Linked DNA regions of Sus scrofa: region 2 is linked to region 1. Evidence: chromatin contacts called from public Hi-C data. All regions are on one chromosome and are shown on one strand. Each heading gives the region's core, a stretch centred on a gene start, on an enhancer-like site or on the middle of the called end of the contact. The rest is flanking DNA. Distances are from core to core; before and after follow the strand shown.

Evidence for each region. A called contact is a pair of places that touch in the nucleus more often than the background predicts.
Region 2: a contact with region 1 is called in a Hi-C map of skeletal muscle, with 2.5 times the contacts expected there. The contact joins the promoter of MFSD8 here to the promoter of LARP1B in region 1. A contact is called at or near these places in 2 of 5 promoter capture datasets (fetal liver and liver), 8 of 47 Hi-C or Micro-C datasets (alveolar macrophages, blood, heart right ventricle and 2 more) and 2 of 2 datasets of contacts at active chromatin or transcription factors (alveolar macrophages and skeletal muscle).

The regions. Positions count from the first base shown.
Region 1 is chr8:96,854,756-96,858,309 of Sscrofa11.1, forward strand. It overlaps LARP1B (la-related protein 1B), which reads right to left and starts at 1,314. Exons shown (of 20, transcript XM_021101600.1): 1 at 1,194-1,314.
Region 2 is chr8:96,923,486-96,927,118 of Sscrofa11.1, forward strand. MFSD8 (major facilitator superfamily domain-containing protein 8) reads left to right here and starts at 1,578. Exons shown (of 12, transcript XM_021101605.1): 1 at 1,578-1,762. The coding sequence starts at 1,698. ABHD18 (protein ABHD18) reads right to left here and starts at 1,377. Exons shown (of 14, transcript XM_013978904.2): 1 at 1,218-1,377. The coding sequence starts at 1,377.

The DNA.
Region 1 (3,554 bases), core at 64-2,563:
ACAAATAAACACCTTTGCTCCACCCCTTTTTTAAAAGTCCACAGAAACTTTTCTATGGGACAAACAGCAACGTCTCCCCTAAGTCAACTTTCCCATGTCACTAACACGTGGGGGCAAGGCAGAACTGGGGCCATGCCAGCCGAGTGGCTCAGCTCTTTCACCCTCGCCGTGCCCCCACCAGTCAAGGAGAACCCGAGGTCCCACCTCTTCCTGCAGCTCCCTTCCCAGATGTCCATTTATGTAAATAGGCAGAGTGAATGACACCTTGGAACGATACACCTCCGATTGACAGGGAAAGGAGGGCTGCCCCTCCCCCAGCCACTAGAGTCTCCCCTCACACACCCTCCCGGTGACCACCGCAGAGGAACCACAGACCTGCCTCCAGGGTTTCCAGTGGGGGAAGCGGCGGCAGCCCCGTCCCGGCGGGGGACAGGTGCTGGGGAGGCTTTTTGGTCCAGGGGTTCTCCTTCGGCGGCGGCGGCGGTAGCGGCGGTGGCTGCAGCTTTTCCTCGGAGCCAGCCGCCACCTCCTCCTCCCGGGCTTCCTTGGCCGGCGGGTCCCGGGACAGCGGTGGCGGCGGCTCCCCACCGAAGGGGCCCCCTGGCCCTCGCGCCTTGTGCGCCAGGTGCAGCGCCAGAGGCTTCACGGGCACAGCCGCCTGGGGCACGCTGCGTCCCAGCACTGGCGCCGGCGACGGCTCTCCTCGCGCCCCCGCGCTGGTGGCGGCCGGGGCCCGCTCCTCCCTCGCCGCCTCTTTGCCCTCCCGTTCGGGCGCAGGCAGCTGCTCCGCCTGTCGGCTCGCCGCGGCAGACAGCGACTCCCTCTCAGCAGCTGCCGCGGGCGGCTCCTCCCGACGGTGAGCGGCGGGCACCGGGGCGCGAGCAGACATCGTTCCCTTGCCCCAGCCGCCCCAGCCCGGGGGGGCCTGGGCCCAGGGAACCCGGCTGCCCGTCTCTCCGGCGGGACACCGACTGGCTCCGGCCTGGGGCAGAGAACCCGAGAGCCCGGCTACAGTCGCCGCCGCCGCCGCCACGGCCGCCCGCGTCGGCAGAGGCGGTGCAGCGCCCGGCGTGCCGCCCCTCCCCGCGTCGAACGGGGCGCTAACCGCCCGCTGGTTCAGCCCGCCTCAGCGGCGCAAGCCCGAAGCTGCCAACACGCGCCGGGCGCCGCAGCCGGGAGCCGCGAGCCCTCACCTGGCGCGGAGAGCAGCGGAAGCACCGCAAGCCGAGGACGGAGGACCTCTAGCGGAGTGAAGGAGGCGCGCGCGCTCCCAGAGCCGGTAACTGCTCGCGGGGGCGGAGGCGGGGGGCGTAGAGGGGGAGGTCCGAAAGGACGGAGAGGGGGCGGGGCCTACCGAAGGAGCGTGACGTGACTGACTACTCACCCGCTCCTGCCCTCGCCAGGCCGCCGCCGGCGGTAGTTGACTGAAGCGCCCGGCTGGGTGCCGCCCTGCTTGAGGGCGGGCCCCACCGCAGCGGCCCGCCGAGGGGGAAGGAGGGCGAACAGGGCGATTCCCCAGCTCCCCGGCTACCGCGGCCCCCTCTGCGGGAGCAGGGGCGGGACGTGCACAGGGCCTCTGTGACACGCGGCTGGCTCGCGCCAGACTTCGACAGGCTGCGAGCGAGGGGCGGGGCGGGCTGCGCACGTGGCGCCCGGCTGGGCGGTGGATTTACCCCTAGCCCTTAAGTGGAGTTGACTCCAGGCGAGGGGGATAATCTTGGCTTGGGCAGCTCCGGAATGGACAGGGGTCACCCACAGGGCAACTTTGCCCCTTGCGTCTGTTGCCTCGCCCCATGAAAAAGTTTCCTACTGGCTCTTCGGGGCACTGTGGTCACCTGTAACTTGAGCCACGTCCAAAATAAAAACAGTGTGATCTGTAGGCATCTTTATGAGACCTTTGCCCAGGAGCTGAATTTAGTGCACTTTCCCGCCCCTATTCCCGCCCCTATTCCCGCCCACGAGTAAAACAAATTGATAATGCTTTGTCATCGGTTTTTAAATTTTGTTTTGTTTTTGTCTATGCTCTTTAAAATTTTTTTAAATCAAAACTATAATGTTGATTTATAATGTTCCGTCAATTTTTGCTGTATAGCAAAGTGACCCAGTTATATATACATTCTTTTTTTCACAATATCCTCCATCATGTTCTGGCAGGATCGCATTGCTTGTCCACTCCAAATGCAGTAGTTTGCATCTACTAACCCCAAACTCCCAGTCCATCCCACTCCCTCCCCTTGCCCTTGGCTACTGTAAGTCTGTTCTCCATGCCCATGAGTTTGTTTCTTTTCTGTAGATAGGTTCATTTGTGCCATAAATTACATTCCAGATATAAGTGATAGCATATGGTATTTGTCTTTTTTCTTTCTGGTTTCACTTAATATGAGTCTCTAGTTCCATCCATGTCGCTGCAAATCACATTATTTTGTTCTTTTTTATGGCTGAGTAGTATTCCATTGTGTATATACACCACATCTTCTTAATCCAATCATCTGTCATGGACATTTGGGTTTTTTCCATATCTTTGATATTGTGAATAGTGCTTCAGTGAACATAAGGGTGCATGTGTCCTTTTCAAGGAAAGGTTTGTCTGTATAGATGCCCAAGAGTGGGATTGCTGGGTTATGTGGTAGTTCTATATTTAGTTTTCTGAGGTACCTCCATACTGTTTTCCATAGTTGTACCAATTTACATTCTCACCAGTAATGTAAGAGGGTTCCCCTTTCTCCATACCCTCTCCAGAGTTTGTTATTTGTGGACTTATTAATGATGGCCATTCTGACTGGTGTGAGATGGTACCTAATTGCAACTTTGATTTACATTTCTCTGATAATTAGTGATGTTGAGCATTTTTTCATTTGCCTGTTGTCCATCCAAATGTCTTCGTTGGAGCTTTTTAACTTTTTGTTGTTGTTTTGCTTTTTAGGGCCACGCCTGTGGCATGTGGAGGTTCCCAAGCTAGGGGTCAAATGGGAACTGTAGCTGCTGGCCTAGGCCACAGCCACAGCAACACAGGATCCGAGCCGTGTCTGTGACCTATACCACAGCTCATGGCAACGCCAGATCCTTTCCCACTGAGTAAGGCCAGGAGTGGAACCTGTGTCCTCATGGATGCTAGTCAGATTCATTAACCCTTGAACCATGACAGGAACTCCTTTAACAATTTTTTAATTGAAGTATAAGTTGTCTTAAAATGTTTCAGGTATATAGCAAAGTGATTGTTTTATATATATATATATATATATTCTCTTTCAGATTCTTTTCCATTAGAGATTATTAAACGTATTGAATGTAGTTCCCTGTGCTGTATATTACAGGTCCTTGTTGTTTATCTATATATATATATATGTACATATACATATATTTTAATTTGTAGAGAACAGCTGTTTACAAATTAACTGTGCTCTTGGAATGAATATATCTTAAAAAGAGAACAAACCTGACTAGGAACTATGAGGATGAGGGTTCGATCCCTGGCCTCACTCAGTGGATTAAAAGTCCAGCATTGCCGTGAGCTGTGGTGTAGATCACAGATGTGCTTTAGATCCCACGTTGCT
Region 2 (3,633 bases), core at 328-2,827, 69 kb after region 1:
GTGCATTTGTTTAGTAATCATTATGCTTATGCAATATTGGTTAAAGTTCCTTAGTTAAATATACATCTGTATATTTGCTACAACTCCAGAGATTTTTTTAAAAAAGAAGCCAAAGACACAGTAAGCCAACATTATGGCAAACAAACAAAAAACTAATTTTACCCATGTACTTCTTGGACCAATCATAGGAATCTGATATGTTTTTGTTAGCTGTTACAAATTTGCAAGACTGAATCCAAGTACACAAAGTTAGGTCTGTATTCAGAAGATAATTCTGTACTAAGAGAAAACCTATTTCAAGTTTAGCTGTTAAGTCAGTGGACTGTATCTAATAGACTACACACAAGGTTACAAACAAGACAAAGATCAAAAGTGATGGCTTATACCATACAGTACATAACTAGTATAGGGCCTGGAATAGAGTAAGTGCTCATTTTGATCGAAAACAGTTTAATTTGGGTCCCAACTCGGCCATTTTCACACCGAGTGACTCTGGGTAAGTTATTAACTTTTCTGGGCCTTAGTTCTCTGTAAATTATAAATGTGTCTGCTTTACCTATCCCATAGTTGTGATCAAATGAAATCACATAAAGATGTATCTAGTGCTAACTATGACACACATGACTACTGCACCAATTAGCTTACAAGTCTGCTTGTAGAGGTAAGATGTTAATATGTAAGCACCAGAAAAGAAACAGCACCTCGATCTACCGAAAACAAACAAACAAAAACAACCCATAACCTATTTTCTAAAAATATTCTCCTTGTGATGAAAAGAGCTGGCCATTGTCAAACTTGTGCTGTGCCTTTTCTAACCTCCAGGTTACAGCAGCAGGCTCTGCTGATTGGTATCTTGCAAGGCTGAAAGCCCACAGTCCACGCAGGCGGCGGTGGGGTTCCAATTTGGGGATCAGCAGGTTAGGAGGGGCTGGAGGACCCCCATCTTCAATCCAGGTCTCAACAAGGCACTATGGGTAAGGGGCCTTTGCAGTTAACCAGGCGAGATAAAGCACAGCGCGTCACCACCTCCACTTTCCACAGAGGGGAGAGCCCGCCAGCCCACCTCACTCGGACCCGCCCGAGCACTTCCACCCTCCCCAGGGCTCCAGACCCCCGAGTCTCCCGCCAAGCCTTGCGCTCTCAGCCCCTGACTCCTGGCACGTAGGCAGCGCTGCAAGAGGCTTGGGAAGCGCGGCCTGGACTGGATACATACTCACTGGCCGCTGGGCGGACGCCTGCTATCCAGCTAGCCGAGACTCCCTGCGCCACCGATCTCTCCCGGGACTTGTTTTCGGGCTGAACCGCAAGCGCAGCTTCACCACACTCTCCAGGAACTGAGGTGCGAGAGGTAGCGGACAGGGAAGCATAGGAAGGCATACGAACCCTGGGCGGGGCGGCTGTTTGGATACGCCCCCTCTCTGGCTCTCCTTCAGGTCGTCCCTGGAGGCGGAGAGGCGGAAACGCCAGGAGGAGGTTCAGACCTCAGGACCCACCCCTTAACCCTGTCATCTCCACGGCCCCGCCCCGCCCTGTCTTCTTCGTGACCCCGCCTCTGACCTGGCACGCTCCGCCCACTTCTGGTTGTCGGGTGCGCATGCGCACTTGCGGGCCTGTTCTGACACCTTCGGGCCTCCTGGAATGGGAGAGAGTAGGAGGTGTCGCGAGAGTTGACCTCTAGCTTTGTGGGAGCTTTAACTATGGCGAGCTTTGGGGTCGGGGCTGAACAGGAGCCCCTCTTAGGAGACCATACACCAGGAAGCAGGTGAGCGGATGTTGGGGGGAGGCCATCTCACCCTCCTGCGCACTTGGGACTTACGCTTTTCCTCGCGTCAGCCTTAGCTGGTGCAATGAGGGGTGCCTAGGCGGCGGGAGCCGCGGCAGGTTGGGCGAGACCCGGAGATGCGCTTCTACTTCAGAGAACCCGCGTCCGGCTCGGGGGCGCCTTGAGTTGGCGGGTTGTGGTGAAGGGGTTATAGAAAGGCAGATAGCCTCTTGGACCTTCACAACAGTTATGCAGCAGCCAAGCAACTGCGCTCTGCATTTGGCCCTTTATTTTTTTAAGTTTTGCATTTGACCCTTTACAGAACTGATCACTTTACACATTTCATAAAAGTTCGAAAATGATGGTTTTAATAGGTACTTGAAAATAACTGGTCTTAGTGTTCAGTTAATTGCCTGCTAACTTCTTGATACTTTTTTAGCAGATAAACCCAAGACGAACTCACTTTTGTCCTATGCCAAATGTATAAATACTTATTTTTAAACAGTTAAGGGACGAAGTGTATTTTGACCCTTACTATTCTGATTATTCTGGTTCTAGTTTATGGACTGTGATTCAGAATTGTTATAGTTTGTTTCTTACTAAACAGTGAAGTATTTTCACCTTTAGGAAAACGGAGCTAAGAATCATTTTAAACATAATTATTAAATCAAGTTAATTAAGTCACAGCTGAACTTCAGCTGTCTCTGATTCTGTTAATTTTTTGCTCGTTTATCTCTCTTAAGCACCAAACCTTTTTTAGAAGTCACTTTGAAACCATTTGGAAAATGTATTTCTCTGGTCCTTGATTTACTAAACAATATATGGAATGCAATTTTATTTACATTTTATCTTGAGATCATTAAAATGAATGCCAGTGATGAAATATGTTGTAGCAAAGTGACATCCAGCCGGCCTAAGGAGGCATTTGGGCCTATTTACTTCTATACTGATTTGTTCTACACTGCTATAATTTTCACCTATGCTTTTTAGTTTTTTTTTTTTTTTTTTTTGCCTAACTGTTCTTCATAGACTATTCCTTATCGTTTTTTGTTTATTATTATTATTTTTTAATCTGTTGTTTGTTTTACTGTCTGCAAACCTCTCCTCGCAACTTTACACGGGGTGTTCTGGTTTGCTGTGCCTTTGAAAATCATATATCTAACTAAGCTTAATAGAATTGTGGGTAGTTAGAACCTGGAAGTTGTGATTGAAAGATAAAAAGAATTCTCCTTTTAATTGAGTTCATGAGCTTGAGTGCATGGACTTTGTGGCTTTGGTTTTCTCACCATCTTTTTGGTCTTGCTATTTCTTGGTTTTCCAGATAGATTTCAGGATCTATCCACTGAGTTATGGTTAGGAGTTCCCGTCGTTGCTCAGTGGTTAATGAACCCGACTGGCATCCACTAGGATTTGGGTTCAATCCCTGACCTTGCTCAGTGGGGTAAGGATCTGGCATTGCGGTGAGCTGTGGTGTAGATCGCAGACACGGCTGGGATCCCAAATTGCTGTGGCTGTGGTTTAGGCCGGCTGCTACAGCTCCAATTGGACCGCTAGCCTGGGAAACTCCATGTGCCTCGGGTGGGGCCCTAAAAAACAACACCAACCAACCTACCCCCCCCCAAAAAAAACCACATTGAGTTATGGTTAGATGTGGTCCTATGGTACATTCTGTTATCTTGTCCAAATGAACCTACTTTAAAAAGGGATTCATTTTTGGTGGGGATGTGGGGGGCACGGGGTGGTTTCCTGGCTCGGGAACGTCCATATGCTGCAGGTGCAGCCAAATAAATAAATAAACTTTTTTTTCTTAGCTTCAGTTATGTCCAGGCAACTGATACTCATTAGGGCCCATCTAAATTCAGATGTTCTGT